Regions from separate parts of the Columba livia genome. Here region 2 is linked to region 1. A link is a contact called in public Hi-C data. All regions are on one chromosome and are shown on one strand. The core of a region is the stretch at or near the end of the contact, and the rest is flanking DNA. Distances in the headings are between cores, read along the strand shown. Region 1 overlaps SLC12A8 (solute carrier family 12 member 8). Region 2 overlaps ITGB5 (integrin subunit beta 5).

The links. A called contact is a pair of places that touch in the nucleus more often than the background predicts.
Region 2: a contact with region 1 is called in a Hi-C map of crop, with 1.9 times the contacts expected there. The contact joins two enhancer-like sites. A contact is called at or near these places in 2 of 2 Hi-C or Micro-C datasets (crop and liver).

The regions. Positions count from the first base shown.
Region 1 is chr7:10,399,784-10,406,833 of bColLiv1.pat.W.v2, reverse strand. SLC12A8 (solute carrier family 12 member 8) reads right to left here. Exons shown (of 14, transcript XR_010473992.1): 5 at 5,721-5,952. Among named protein-coding and RNA genes, the nearest start is that of SLC12A8, 23 kb to the right of the region's middle. Within about 2 kb of position 4,778, at least 2 of the 3 cell types and tissues checked have an H3K27ac peak away from gene starts, as active enhancers do.
Region 2 is chr7:10,605,481-10,613,167 of bColLiv1.pat.W.v2, reverse strand. It overlaps ITGB5 (integrin subunit beta 5), which reads right to left. Exons shown (of 13, transcript XM_065070500.1): 13 at 5,547-6,135. The coding sequence ends at 6,128. Among named protein-coding and RNA genes, the nearest start is that of UMPS, 16 kb to the left of the region's middle. Within about 2 kb of position 5,012, at least 2 of the 3 cell types and tissues checked have an H3K27ac peak away from gene starts, as active enhancers do.

The DNA of each region.
Region 1 (7,050 bases), core at 3,529-6,028:
ACGTGGCCACTTGGACAGTGCAGCCTGGAGAACAGGAGACTGAAGGGGAGCATACAAGGTTTTCCAAGCAAGGTGCTTTAACACAGAAAGGAAGGACATCGGCTAGTCTCCAAGTCCTAGAGAGACCCAAAGCCAACCCAACGGTTTTGGCTGCAGGAATGAGGGGTTAGCCTGAGATAGTTGTGACCAGTGCAGAGCCCCCAGGTATGCAGCAGAGGATCTATCACTGGAAATTTTGAAGAGCAGGTTACACGCAGACGGCATCCCCAGCACAGCCCAGTGGGTGCAGGAGGGCAGGACCCTGAGCCTTCCTCCCCTCCTCCTCACCCACCTCCTGGGAGATGCCTCAGGGTGGCGGCCTCAGCAAAGCGGGGCACAGAGATGCAGCCCCAGCCCCCAGTGAGCTGCAGCTGTACCAACACCCTGAGCATCCATCAGCAAGCAGGACCACAGCTCCTCAACAAAGCCTGACCGCTGGGTGTCCTCCAGCAAGGAAACACTGTGAAAACCTACCTACAAAGAGTAGAACTATCACAGCAGAATTACATCTCAACCTGATTTTTTTTTTTTTCTAAATAAACTGCTTTAAATACGTACTTCAGAGAGCCTGGACAGAGTGGTGTAGCTTTCCTCTCACTATCTAAATAAGGCCCCTAACAATGTTATCACTTTTCAAAACACATCTGTCCCACAGCTCCTAGCCCAGACAATTGGCAGGTAACCAGTTAATAAATGTCTTCGCCAGACTGTTGAATAGGCTGGCCCAGGCTCAAGAGTGATGTCAGGGCCATTCAATGTGCTATAATTGGAAAAACCTGGGGAAAGCAATTCCGTGTTTTTTAATAAATAAAGAGCATATTAGCAGCCTCCTGCTTTTATTCACCATGGTGTCTACCTTGTTCAGTAGCAAAGTGGGATTTTTTTTTTCTGCTGCCTCTCACTCAATGATTTTTAGGTGGAATTCGATGCCAGTTTCCAGATGTGTCTCAGGCCAGGAAGTCAGCAATCAGCCTGGATAAAGCCTCTGGGATTAGCTGCAGATCATCTTCTGACACACACATCCTTCCTGCACCCTCTCTTATGAAATTGGAGCACACCCCTCGTGCCCAAAAATAAAACAAAACAACCCAGAGCCAAACAAAAGCCCCCAATTACAATGCTTTGATCACTTTCATATCAAATATGTGAGTATATATTTAATTAATTCAACACATCAGAGCCCCTGAGGCACCCCTGAGGGATCTTTACAATACCAGAGTGTTTATATACATAAATCACTTTAACAATTTTGCAGGTTCCCTGTCTGCTGGAACAACCCCTGGCAAAGATCATCTCCCACAGCTCCTCACCAGTGGTACCCACAGGAGAGCATCAGCTCCCCAGCTCAGCCACAGAACACCCGAGGGGGATGAATCCTCCAAAGAACTCGCCCTCGGAGGGAAAAGTGGAGAGGATGAGGAGGAGAGGATGAGGAGGAGAGGATGAGGAGGAGAGGATGAGGAGGAGAGGATGAGAGGATGAGGAGGAGAGGATGAGGAGGAGAGGATGAGGAGGAGAGGATGAGGAGGAGAGGATGAGGAGGAGAGGATGAGGAGGAGAGGATGAGGAGGAGAGGATGAGGAGGAGAGGATGAGGAGGAGAGGATGAGGAGGAGAGGATGAGGAGGAGAGGATGAGGAGGAGAGGATGAGGAGGAGAGGATGAGGAGGAGAGGATGATAAATGAGTTTTCTGGGCTCTGCGTGAGCAACTTTGGAAAGCTAAAACCCAAGTGAGTGACATGAAGGATGTGGTTTGCGTGGAAAATAATCCCAAGCAGAAGCACTGTGACAGCAAGATGCCTTTCAAACCTCTTCGCATCCCTGAGAAAGGAACTACTGGGTTTCCCAGCCAGGAGGAGAAGGGCTCAGCCCCACATAGCCAGGCTCCATGCTTGCCCCAGCCACACAGTACCATGTGCTGCAGGACTGGCGAGTCCCAGGCCAACCGGACCCAATTATTGAAATTAATGAATTCCCAACAGATTTATTTATTTTCCCCAGGAATTTAAGAAGCTGCTGTCAGGCCCGTTCTGCGTGTTGCAATTCTTTTCATCTCCCCAACAAAGCACAACCAAATTAACACCAGCCCTCCCCAAATAACCCTCAACCCGATCCGCTCCCACAGCCGCTTGGCTTCAACGGGGCACCTGAGAGCCACTGCCAAAACAGGAAAGCAGGCGCCTAATTGAGAGGGAGTATTTGGGAGTCACCCTACACAAAAATTAGCAGAGATATGCTAGAAAAATAAAAGAGTGGGCATTAACAGCGGGCTTATCTTCTTTTTCCGTGACTCTAATGTTCAGGACGTGAAAAGGCCAAAAAGTTTCACATACCATTCTGAGGAGCTGGTCACGGAGAGGAGCATCCTCTCCTTCACGTTCACTGCTCCTCCCAAAATGACTCAGGCTGATTTTGAGGTATGGACCTCTAGATTTAAAACACAAATGTACGCAAGCCACAAAACCCCTGCACTGCTACTGTGCAAACCTGTAGCAAGTGCTGGGTCTTGGTTAGGGACTGAGAAGTCGAGTGCTGCCCAATTTCAATTTACCTGTGTTAAGTTTGGTAAAAAAAGTAAGCTGGGCCTAAGGAGAAAGAGAATACAGATGTTTTCCATCCCCAGGAAAGAGCACATGTTTCTGCAGATGGGACTGAATTTTAAGGCTAGTGGCCAGAGACAGCTCAATGAGGCTGGATTTCAGACGGCATAGGGAGCCCCTCTCCTCAATACCCAGCCCTGGCCAAGATCCCAGCTTGGGACTGTGACCCGTTCCCAGGGGAAGCGTCAGCCAGAGTCAAGGGGAGGATTTAGGATTAACTCCAAAAAACTCAGCCAGTCCCACCCCACCCTGCGGGAAGGAGCAAAAGCCCTCAGGGCCAGGCAGAGGGATGCTGCAGCCTGGCAGGGAGCAGGCAGGTCTGCCTGCGGTCTCAGCAGCATCTGGACAAACAACCCAGAGCATCCCCTGTTTGTTGGAGCTGCTCAGCTCCTCCAGCCCCAGCTCCAGGCTGCAAGAGCCTGGATGGCTCTCAGAGCAGGAGCAACCCATGGCAATTGGGAGGAAAAAATAAAAATAAAAGGAGCAAAAGCAGCGGGGAGCCCTGCTGAGAAGCCCCCTTTTGTGTAAACACGCTCCATCCTCAGGCTAAAAATAAAGGCAAACCACAGGAAGGGAGTGAGTGCTTGGACAATATCCGATGTGGTGTGTGCCTGGGTGTGCGCTGAGGGAACGGGGAGAAGAGCTGGGGACTCCACCCAGCCCAACCGCACAAAGGCAGCCATTTCAGGCCTTCAAGATGGACAGGCATTCCTGGAGATTATTTCAATCCAAAAAACTGCTGCTTGGCAGATGTGCAGTCCTTTGGTATGTGTGCAGCACTTGGAATTGCAAAGTGATGGAAAAGGCTGCCATGGCAGGAGTGAGAATGGCAGGGTGACCACACAAGGCCCATTTTACAGGTTCAGAGACCAAGACCTGAGTCTGTGAACTGAAATGCCATAAACCTGTCATTAAACAAGGATACAACTAGACGTCAGCTGAAATCTTTCCAGCTCATAGGTCCATCCTCAAAAATTACCTCTCCCTGCATGCTGCCCTTTGCATTTCAGTCACGGCTGCATCCAAAGAACCAAACCCAAAACAACCGCAGGCAGGTGAAGGCTGCCGAGAGGTGACCACTTGACTGTTCACTCAAAAGGGTCCCAAATGCTACCCCAGGTGCTGGGCTCAGATGCACTGCACCCCACCGTTGCCATCAGCCGCCTCCCGAGGATGGAGTTTCACCCACACCTGCACATCCCGCCCGCAGCCTCCTCGCAGAAGGGATGCTTTCCTGATGGGTGCAATTGTGCCCAAGAGACGAGCATCTATCCACGCCGTGCAGAAAGCACGCAAGACAGAGTGAGGAGGCTTCTTGAAGCCCAGCTCTCACGGTTGGTGCTGACACACCACTCAGAGGCCTTCTGGGGAAGTGCAGGACTTGTGAGGAACCAAGCACTCAGCCTGGCTCGGAACAGTTTTCTCACACAGAGGCTGTCTGTAAAAGCAGAGAAACCCGCAGGTCTCCCCAGCCAGTCTCATGGCCATAGGTCCCACTGTACGGGCAGCACTGCTCTGGGATAGTGGCGTTTGGAGCTTGGATCTCGCCACCATCAGCCCGACGTTCTTCCATACACTGAAAATCCTCTCTTTAGCCAGCCACAGCTAAACTGCAGCATCTGCAATGCTCAACAGCCTCATTTCCCTTCCTTTCTCTATTTTCAGTGAGAAGAAAATGACATAGTGCTCAGTAGTGGAGGAAATCAAAGACAACTACATTGACCTCAACTTGGGCTTGCTTCCTGCTGACGTTTGTATTCCTCTAATTCTCTCCTCCTGATCCCATGTTTACTTTCCTACCATCAGGTCTTACCCTGAGTATTCATCTTCTCTCTACTATTAGAAAGGTCTCTAGGTCCACATTAAAATTCTCCTCTGAGCACAACCAAAACACTACCTCCCCCCCCGCCCCATTTCCTTTAGAAAACAACTTCCTATGAAATGCAGCTGTTTGGAGCAGGTCAGTTGCTTTCTCTGCAGGACACATCACAGGGACCACAACCGTCCTCGCTTCGTTCTCATTTGCAAGTGTCTGCTGGGAATTTTACCAGCTTTCCTTTGGGGCATTTCTTACTTGTTAAGTATAAAATGCAAATGCCTTTCCACAAGGCTCTCTGAGAGGGGAGAAGTTGCTGGGGCAGCAGCTCCTGCGCCCACCCCGGTGTCCCTGCACACCGTCCCAGCAGCATAAAACCCCAGCAGTGTGAAAGGCAGCCACTCCATGGGCACTGTGAACTCCTATGAGATTCACCTCTCGCTGCCCCACTCGGCAGCTGAATCCTGACTGTAAATCAAAAGTCAAGATCTTTCCTTTAAACCCACTTTAACAGGCCCCTTGCAACCCCCGAAGCTGCTGCTGGACACAGGGGAAGCCAAGAAAAAGGTGACACCTTCTGTTTACTCAGCTAATTACACTTCGTTATTGCTGAAACTGGCCGGTGCGGCCCGCATGGACCCCATCCACAACTCCCCACGTCTTGAGATGTGTTTCCCTGCAAACACCTCTCATGGATGAGGATGGAGGAAGGGGAAAAGGGGCTCAAGGTGCAAGCAGGGCTGCAGGTGGGAGCCCCAAACCTCTGGATGCCCAAGCCGGAGCAGCTGCTGTAGGCTGAAGTCAGGCTGGGGAAGCAAATCCAGCAGTGTGCAGCTGGGGACACAGCCCACCATTGCCAGTGTCTGAGTGAGCCCAAGGGTCTCTGACAAGAACAGCTCCTTAATCCACAGTCACAATTCTTCCCTTTTTTGGACACGACGCTCAGAGTTAGACAGCAGAAGGCTACAAAGAGCAATTGCTAATGCAGCCACTCTCTGTTACTAGAAAACCTCCGAGTTTATACAAGTATAGCAAGTGCACACCCTGAGACCTGTTCCTGTGGTTAAACCTAAATTAATACGGCATTTTAAGTCATGCTCTGGAAATTCTTATTCCTTGCAAAGTTGCCTCTAAAATCTCAGTATAAAAGGACAGGGGACATGTCTGGGAGCACTGAACTCCACCTCTGCCCAAATGTGTAACTTCACAAATACACTGAAGGAGAAAGCCCTGGAGGATGAACACCTCCTGACCCCCAGTTTTACCTGGATCAAGATGTGTAAAGGACCCGATGACGAAGTCAAGTGTCGAGACAGCCAGGAGGAAGAGCAGCAGGAGCTGGAGCCTGATGATCCACTTCACCCCAGCCAGGTTGATCCCCAGCAGGCCCAGCAGGACAGCCAGGGAGATCCCACGCACCGCCCAGATGTTGCTGAGGCTCAGGACATCTGCGATGGACTCCGCGAATCCAGTGATGTACATGGCACCTGCAACGCACTGAAGGACAGAGCTGTGTGAGAACAAGAAATCCCCATCCACAGCCTCCATGCAGGGCTGGGGGGCCTCTGTTCAGACAGACAGATGTTTGCTGTCACAATACAGTCTTTAATGTCACTCTGGTCTACAGGGACTGAAACTTATTGCTGTAAGACAGCATGCTGCCAGGGCAGCACACCTACCGCCCAGGCTAACAGAGAAGGCCGGGCATTAGCCCAGTAACTTTCCACTGGCTTTAAAATTAACCCTCTATTAATGCTACAGGAGAAACCACACTGGCTTCTACAAGGGATAAAAGGATGAGTCAACCTCTAGGTTTCTTCCCTTCTTCTGTTTCTCTGTTCAACACCTCCCTGAAGAACAGCAGTTTACTTCCCCCTTCACTGCCTCCCAGGGGTTATTTTTAACTCAGTGTTTAGTTTGGATGTAAAGTCTGAGGTTTCACCAGCTCCCCGTCTTGCTGCTGGAACAGAGCCTGCACTTTTGAGGAGTGCACATTGTGCAAGCCATGCCTCCCGCACTGCCGGGACAGCTGTCTGTTTGTCTTGCTGCAGAGCAGGACACACGCTGTGCCCTAGGTGGCTGAGAGTCTGCAGGACAGGACATCTGCAACATAGGTTCAGGCCTCAAACCCCACTGCAGGGCAATCCTAAATACCAGAACATTTCCCTCCAGAGGTTCCCACCAGCTGACATCTCAACAACAACCTTCTCCAGTGCACAGCATCCCTGGCAAAACAGGTCTGGGCACATGGTTGCACACTGACATGGGTGGTGTGACCTCGGGTCCTGCCACCCCACTGTCCCCGTGCACAGACAAGGGATGTGCAGCACAGCTCCCACACGATGGGAAGGGAGAAAACCTCCACCAAAGCCAGCAAGACTCAGAGCAGCCCCCTCCCTCGCTGCAGAACTCTCTTGGACTGACCCAGCACTGCTCCACTGAGAGTGTTCAGGGCGACCTGACCCATAACCAGGAGCTGTGGGTTCAAGTGTGGTTTTCAGCAAGCAAGGTGTGTGGGACTCACCTATTCAGACTAGGACACATACAACTTGAAGATCCTGGAGAAGGATTCACCTCGAGAGACAGACACTTAGC
Region 2 (7,687 bases), core at 3,763-6,262, 210 kb before region 1:
TAAACAGTGATTTAACAATGATTTAAAAGATTATTTAAATGATGATTTAGGTGGTGATTAGATGATGATTTGGACAGCAAACATTTTACTACTTACTACATTTCTAATAATTAAGCCATAGGTGGATATATAAATGTTGTTAGCATGCAATTTACCTTTAGGCCTAACATAAAATGTCACTTACCTCATTACAGACATCGCATGCTGTGTAAGGGGTCTCTTAACCTTGAGGAGTAACCTTGAGAGGCATCTCTGCCCAAGGGAATATCAGCTCTGTGCAGCCCACTGCCGTGCAGGAGAGCTCAGTGGGCTCAGGGGCTGCAGATATCTATAGCATAAAGTGATGGAGTTGTAGTCACAGAATCATTTTGATTGGAAGAGACCCTTAAGACTGAGTCCAACCAGTAACCTAACTCTGGCACTAAACTGTGTCCCTGAGAGCCTCATCTATACATCTTTTAAACATCTCCAGGGACAGTGACTCCACCACTTTCCTAGGCAGCCTGGTCCAGTGCTTCATAACTCTTTCCATTAAGAATTTTTTCTAATATCCAATCTAAACCTTCTGTGGTGGAACTTGAGGCCGTTTCCTCTTGTCCTATCACTTGTTACTCGGGAGAAGAAACAAACACCCTCCGTACTACAACCACATTTCAGGTAGTTGTAGACAGTGATAAGGTCTCATCTCAACCTCCTTTTCGCCAGGCTAAGCAACCCGCTCTTGGTGTATCTGTAGCAGGTTTAGTCTTGTCTAGTCTCAGCTCAAGCTGGTGCTGTTAGTCCTGCTAAGATGTGGCCTAAGCTCCTTGGTCCCTGGGGAGATGTGGCCTGGCACAGTTCTCACGGGTCGCATGGCAGGGCTGGTTTCATTCCAGGCTGCATGTTGGTGTTGTCTGAACAGAGTGGTGCAGCTGCCACAGCTAGCCACATTGCCTGGGTCTTGGATTATCTTTTAGGCTTTCGGGGTTATTTATGTGTTAATGAATAGTATCCATTGCTCTGCACTGACAAAGTCAAACAACTTGAACATGAAGTGAATGTTATTCAGCAACATGTCCACCAAAGAACCCAAGAGCAGCCTCCGCCCAGGGCTGGCCATGGCAATCATCTTTGCTGCCAGACCGCAGAGCATGGTCACCGTGCATCTCAGTGACATTAGCTCTCCTCCTAGCTGTAGCATTCATGCTTTTCTGCAGTGTATCATCTCATATCAAAGCATGGTCACTTTTATCCAAATCAGTACTGTATATTCGTGCCTCAACCAACAAACCCTCTCAGAAGTTGCAACAACATTGGGACCAACATAGCCATGAGTGTCCTTCACCTCACGCATTAGGAGGCAAGAGAGACACACCAGGAAGGGTGTAGTCTCAATCTTCGTGACCTACCAGTGATTGTAGGCCAAGGGCTGTAGGCCAGCCTGGGAACCAGAACCATCCTTGAGGAGAAGAGTTGGCATCTTTGAAGTGCAGCTGGGTACCAAGAAATGGAAGACAGTCCAAGATACTATCAATGCAAAGTGCAAAACCAAGGAACTATAACAGTAACATATCATCTGGAATGGTGAATAAAAATAAAGTCTGGAAAAGGGGGAAAACATCCTGAGAAAGGAAGAGTTGGTAACTGTCATTGTTTGTTCTAACTGACAGAACAGAAAAAAAGTCTGGAAATACAAAAATTGGTCTGAAAGAGTAGAAAGCATCATCATTTATTGACTGTGCCAGGTAAAAAATAGAGATTAGCAGCATTTGTTAGCTGCTCCAGGTGGTGGTGCCCTTCAACCTCTTATGCCTCTGTGATATAAAAAGGACTTAACTTTTTAGCCAAAATGGATCCTCTTTCTCTGAGAATTGTCCATGCAGGAACCTCTGTTCCCCACAACATTTCCTTGGCAGAGTGGAACCTCGCCAGGAATGCTGGGCTGACTCCGGGCTCCATGAGCAGATCATCGACCAAGTAAGAGTTTGTCCAGTTGGCCCCACTTCTGAGATGGGTTTCGTAAGCACTTGGTACTGGTAACATCATATATATATAGAGGCATGCATGTAAGTAATTACTGATAAGTATATTTGCTGCTTTACTAGTGGTAGTTCTATAGTAACTTGTAATATTCAAATATAGACTTGCTACTAATATAGATTATGCTACTGTTGAAATATATATTTTCTTTCCAGTAGTAATTTGTAGTATATATATACTAATCATAAGCGTACTTGCCTTGATAGTGATGACCTGTAGTAAAATGTAATAAAGTAATGTAGGAAATTAATCCTCCCTGTCCTTGTGCATGACAGAGTTCTGCAAACCCACAGTTGCAACTTTTGCCCACCCACAGGCTGGGTGACCCTTCTGGGTCATGACGGAGGAGAATGGAGGATTTTCTGTTGGGCTGCATCCAGTGTATACCAGCACTAACTAGTGGGGATAGAGAAAGGGATAGGATGAGATGAAATCCTGTGTCTCTATCTCATTGTATTGTTTAGGATTTTTGCAGGTTGACAGTGAAGAGGAAGTAGAGAAAAAACAGTTAATTCCGTTTCAAAGTGTGTTCGGATACAGAGGTGATGCTGAATATAAAGGTCAGGAGATGCTACCATGCTGCTGATAGAGTCAGTTATCTCGCTTTGGTGTTTTTTCCAGGAATCTTAGTGACCCTCTCCTCAATACACTAGCTCCGTTGCTTTCCACTTGCCTGAAGAAATGCAATGTTAAACAGGTTAAAGAGTGTGAGACATTCATCTTCTAAAGCCTGGGCTCAGCCTTCAGCTGTTGAGCACCTTCTCACTCCACCGTACAGGGCAAAGACGATGCAAAGCAGGCGTGCCTCCCGCCGGCTGGTGTTACAGCAAAGGGTTACGGTGTGTCTCCATGGTTAACAAAGCAAATAATGCTGCCTTTGGCCTTGAGTTTTCCCAAGGCGTGATGTGATGCTCGCTGCCCCAGGAACACCAGCAACAGAGGGAAAAGGCACTGGGGAGCCCCAGCCCCGAGGCCATGCAGCAGCAGCCACCAGCTGTGGCTCGGGAAACAGGAGGAGCTGATGTTGCTATGGCATCTGGATTCCAGCTTGGCCAGACAAGCACTGATATTTTTTCCATCACATGTGACCCTTCGATGGCTTCTGCTGAAGTTTTCATTCAGGAATGTTCGCTGTGGTCAGGCTGCCTGTATTTACAGACACAAATAAACTGCTGCTGACTGAAATATACCATTCCCATGACTCTGCTTGGCATTAACCTTGCAAGGGTAAAGACATATCTGCTTACACAGTAAAGCAAAGCCTTCTTGCTCTTAGCATCACTTCCTTTTTTTTTTAGATGCAACCTTGTGGAGAAGCTAAATTTGGGGGGCTGCTCTGTGCTGCCTGGCCGAGCGCTGTGGGCAGCAGGATGCTCTTTGCTGACAGCAATCAACCCTATTTCCTACTTTGTTGCTGCACTGTCTTGTGAGGCCGTCCTGTGGCTCTCTTCCCTCACCTACGTTCTCCCCACGTTGCTCCCTGGCTACTTCACAGAGCAGTTTGCTTTACAACCCAGTGTCCCCATGCAGGGGAAGGGCACCTGCAGTCCTGTCCCCAGGCCCTTGGTCTCCTCCTCTGCACCCTCCCTACTCAAACAATGACTCAAACTTCATCTCCCTACCACTGCCTTAATTGTCTGTTTTTTCAGCTCTAACCCGGCCTGCTGGGAAATGCCGCAGCACAAAGGTAATCTGCAAGGGAAAGGGTGGCAGGGGGCACTGCCCGTGCCTTTCCTTTCGGAGTGCAAAGAAGAAAATGAAGGGGTTGGTTTTGTTTTTAAACTACTTGCTCTCTCATGAATTAATGGCAGCAGATCTGTATTCACAGTGCTTGCTGCTTTGGATGGCAAAGCTGGTTTTAAGTGTTCCTGCCCTTCCCTTCCCTCCACTTTCCTTCCTGCTCCCCCTTTCCATGCCTGGGGCAGTACAGCTTGTGTGAGACAGTCACATGAACTAAGCTGAAACTTGCTGTGTTCACTTGTGATGATTATTTTTTGACTGTTTTCTATTTTTTTCTTCATGGTAGTGACAAAATCTATCTTGCCAGCCTGACACTAGGCAGCGGGATGGTCACAAAAACCTTACTTATCCCACGGATGCTCCTTCCCAGGTGGCAGCATTAGTCCCAGGTATTTAATACACATCACAGTCTGTAAATATCAGCCCTGAACTTCAATACTGTGTAGGAAACATGGAACTCTGAAGAGCTGCCTCTCTGCAGTGCTCAGGCCTGTCCTGTCGTTTGTGGCACTTCATGGGGAGGAAGCACAGCCCCCAACCCATGCACAGGTGGGTTACACAGAGGCAGAACCAGCATTTTACCCGAGGCTGCCCTGGCACTTGATTTCAGGATGCATGCAGCCTCCTCCCCTGCTCGGGTAAATTTAGTGGAATCAAGTGGGAAGACAGAGCCCAAATTTAATTTGTTTGGGATTTTAGTTTTGTTTTTATTTTTAACCTCACCTGATCAGCACCGATGCTGCCAATCTGCCACTTGCTGCACTCCTAAAAATCCCTGTTTTGAGCTATTTTTAGTGTGGTCTGCTGCATTTCTTCAGTGCTGCTGGTGGGAGGAGGGGGAGACCATAAAATTCTTGAAGGAGAGCTGTTTATACTGAGCAAATAAGAGCTTCTGTTTATAGAGGCAAAACCAAATAAAGAATAAATAAATCCGGAAGGATGGGCCCATGGCCCTTTTCCAATGAGAAGAGCAAGTCAAAACAATGAGCACAATTTGTTTTTGCTTTTCCTTGGCAAGCTTCCTCCAGCTGACTATTGCGTGATCTGTTCAGGGCAAAGTGACAAGTAAAAAGGTTGGAAAAAAAAAAACAACAAACCAGGCAGTAGCAACTGCTCCAGCTTCTCTCTCCTGCGGGTGACTGTGTGGGTTTACACCCTGTGTGGGTTTAAAGCTGCAGCTGTCACCCAGGGTAACCCAGACTCCAGCTCCAGATGAAAACAGATGGGGCTGGGAGAACAGTTTGAGGGGCAAAAAAAACAACAAAACCAAAGCAAAATGTATGCTGTGAAGCAACAACACTGAGTTTTATCCAGCCCTCTTCCCAGCCAAAAGCTCAGGGCTCCCCTTCTTTTCTAGCTGGTGTCCACTGCACCCCGCAGCTCTTGTCCTCTGGTAAAACATCAGATGTTTGGGTGAGCTGCTGTGTGCTCCCAGCTGCCCTCCTGCAGGCATTCATGCCAGATACCTACCTGCACACCCCAAGAAAAAGGTGTTTAATTTAGTTTCCTCAGCCTAAACTCCCATTTCCCTTGGCCTGTTTAACACTGCTGGCACAGAGCAAGAGCTCCTTGTGGCACCCCCCACCCTGGGTCAACACTAGGGTATTAAATCAACATACCTTCTGCAGCAGTCATTGCGGCTCCAGCTCCTATTTTTATAGCCATGCTTTTACCGATAAGGCTCTATTAATAAATCAATCAGGCAGCACCACTTGTGCTTGCAAGCACAAGACCCTGTTTAGTCTGTTGGTGGGGGAGCTCAGCAAGGAAACAATTTACTCTCAGCATCATATATGCACAATAGTTTTATTTTTTTTATATAAAAAAAATCCTAAAGACTGCAGAACTCTTGTACCTAATTTCTTACACAAATGCTTCCAACACCCTCTTTTTTTTTTTTAAGCTAATTCCCCCCTAACAACTTTTGATGGTGTGGGTTCCCCTGATTTTTGACCTAGGCCCCCTTTCTAATGGGATATGTCTAAAGCTGCAATATGGCACTGAGTTGACTTAGCTGGCAGGTTTAATACATCCAGAAAGCTGGTGTATGGAGTCACAAAAGGCTTGGTGTCCATTGGCAGAGGCGGGGAGCCTGCCTTCGTGTCCATGCCTCCAGAACAAACCAGACTTTTCTCCTTACTGTGCAAATAACAGGCTTTGGTCATCGACCAGTCCTGTCGTGAGGGATTCTCCCCCCTGAAGAGGATCCCGTCTTCAAGTGGGGAAGCAGCACATACAGTCAAGCAATTGTCCACAGCAGTCCCAGGCGCCAAGACCCCATCAGTCAACTGTACCGTTGTAAGACTTGTTGAGCTTGTTGAATGTGAACTCTACGTTATGCGTGGAAATAGGCTTTCGGTAGAGAGGATTAGATGCCTTCGAAGAAACGAGAAGACAAAAAGAACAAAGGTGAGTAACAAAACCCATGTCATGGCAAAAATGTGTATTATTTCCCCCTTCCTGTGACAAGTAATTGGGTGATAGCAATGCTTTAGAATCATAGAACAGTTTGGGTTGGAAAAGACCTTCAAAGCTCATCTAGTCCAACCCCTTGCAACAAGCAGTAACATCTTCACTCAGATCAGGTTGCTCAGAGCCCCGTCCAGCCTGGCCTTGAATGTCTCCAGGAATGGAGCATCAACCACCTCTCTGGACAATCTGGGCCAGTGTTTCACCACCCTCAGTGTAAAAAAATTTCTTCCTCATGTCCAGCCTGAATCTCTTCTCCTTCAGTTTAAAACCATTACCCCTTGTCCTGTTGTAACATGCCTTGCTAAAAGGTCTGTCCCCATCCTTCTTATAGGTCCCTTTTAAGTATCGAAAGACACAATAAGGTCTCCCCAGAGCCTTCTCTTCTCCAGCCTGAACAACTCCAACTTTCTTAGCCTGTCCTCATAGGAGAGGTTTTGACTGAAATGTGCGTTCATCTCCAAAAGCAGTAAAGCCCCTGCCCATATTCCAGCTGCACCCCAGCCCGGGGCTCACCATTTCATATCTGGCCCGGGAACGTTCACTCTGGAATCGGTCGAACTCCCGCCTGTCATGGATGGTGACGAGCAGCTTCCAGAGCCCCAGCAGGATGATGCCGATCAGCACCACACTGCCGATCACCGCCAGCACGATGGTCACGGCGCTGGGGGCTGAGCTGCATGCTGGTAACAAGGAGGAGAAGGTAATTAGTTCTGGTGTAAGTGTGTCCCGATCAGGATACTGGGATATAATGACCTGGACCACAGCCACTGAGCAGGTGACCTCAGGGCAGTGCTAGCAGCAGTGACTAAATTAAAAAAAAAAAGAAAAGCAACAGTCCTCTCTGAATCCAAAAGGATTTTTAAAAATTAAATAAATTGCTGACTAGAGACAGGTCAAAGGAACAGGCCCCATAGACATCACTTGGGGCCAGGATGCATCATCACACTTTGAGGGTCAAGCTGTGCCGCAGTGCCACTGTCCAAGAGTGATGCCTGGTTTTAATGCTGGCTGACCATGTGGGATACAGAGGGTTAAGGTGCCTGTGGCAAAAGCCAGATCAGCTTCTGGCCCACATGGACGCAGGTGATCACTAGGCACTTTACATAAGTACATTAACTGTCAGCTAATCAACTGCTCTTTCAATTAAGTAGAAGCTGCTGCACAAATAAAATGAAATGTGCAGTCCCTCAGTCTTTCCCATACTGGCCTGTGCCTCAGAGGACCAGAGCAGACCACGAGAAGCTACTGCTGGGTGCTCGCCAGCTCATCCTGCAGGACCACGTGGGGTTTTCTTTGAGAAACTGCATGGCATGTGATTAAAATAACTCCGGGAAGCACAGCTGTCTGCAGCAGCCCTAGGAGGGAAGCAGGGACACACAGCCCTTGTGCTGCTCAGCCCAGAGCGAGCTCTTCGGAAATGCAGAAATCCATAGGTGCTCTGGGGCTTTCCTAACAT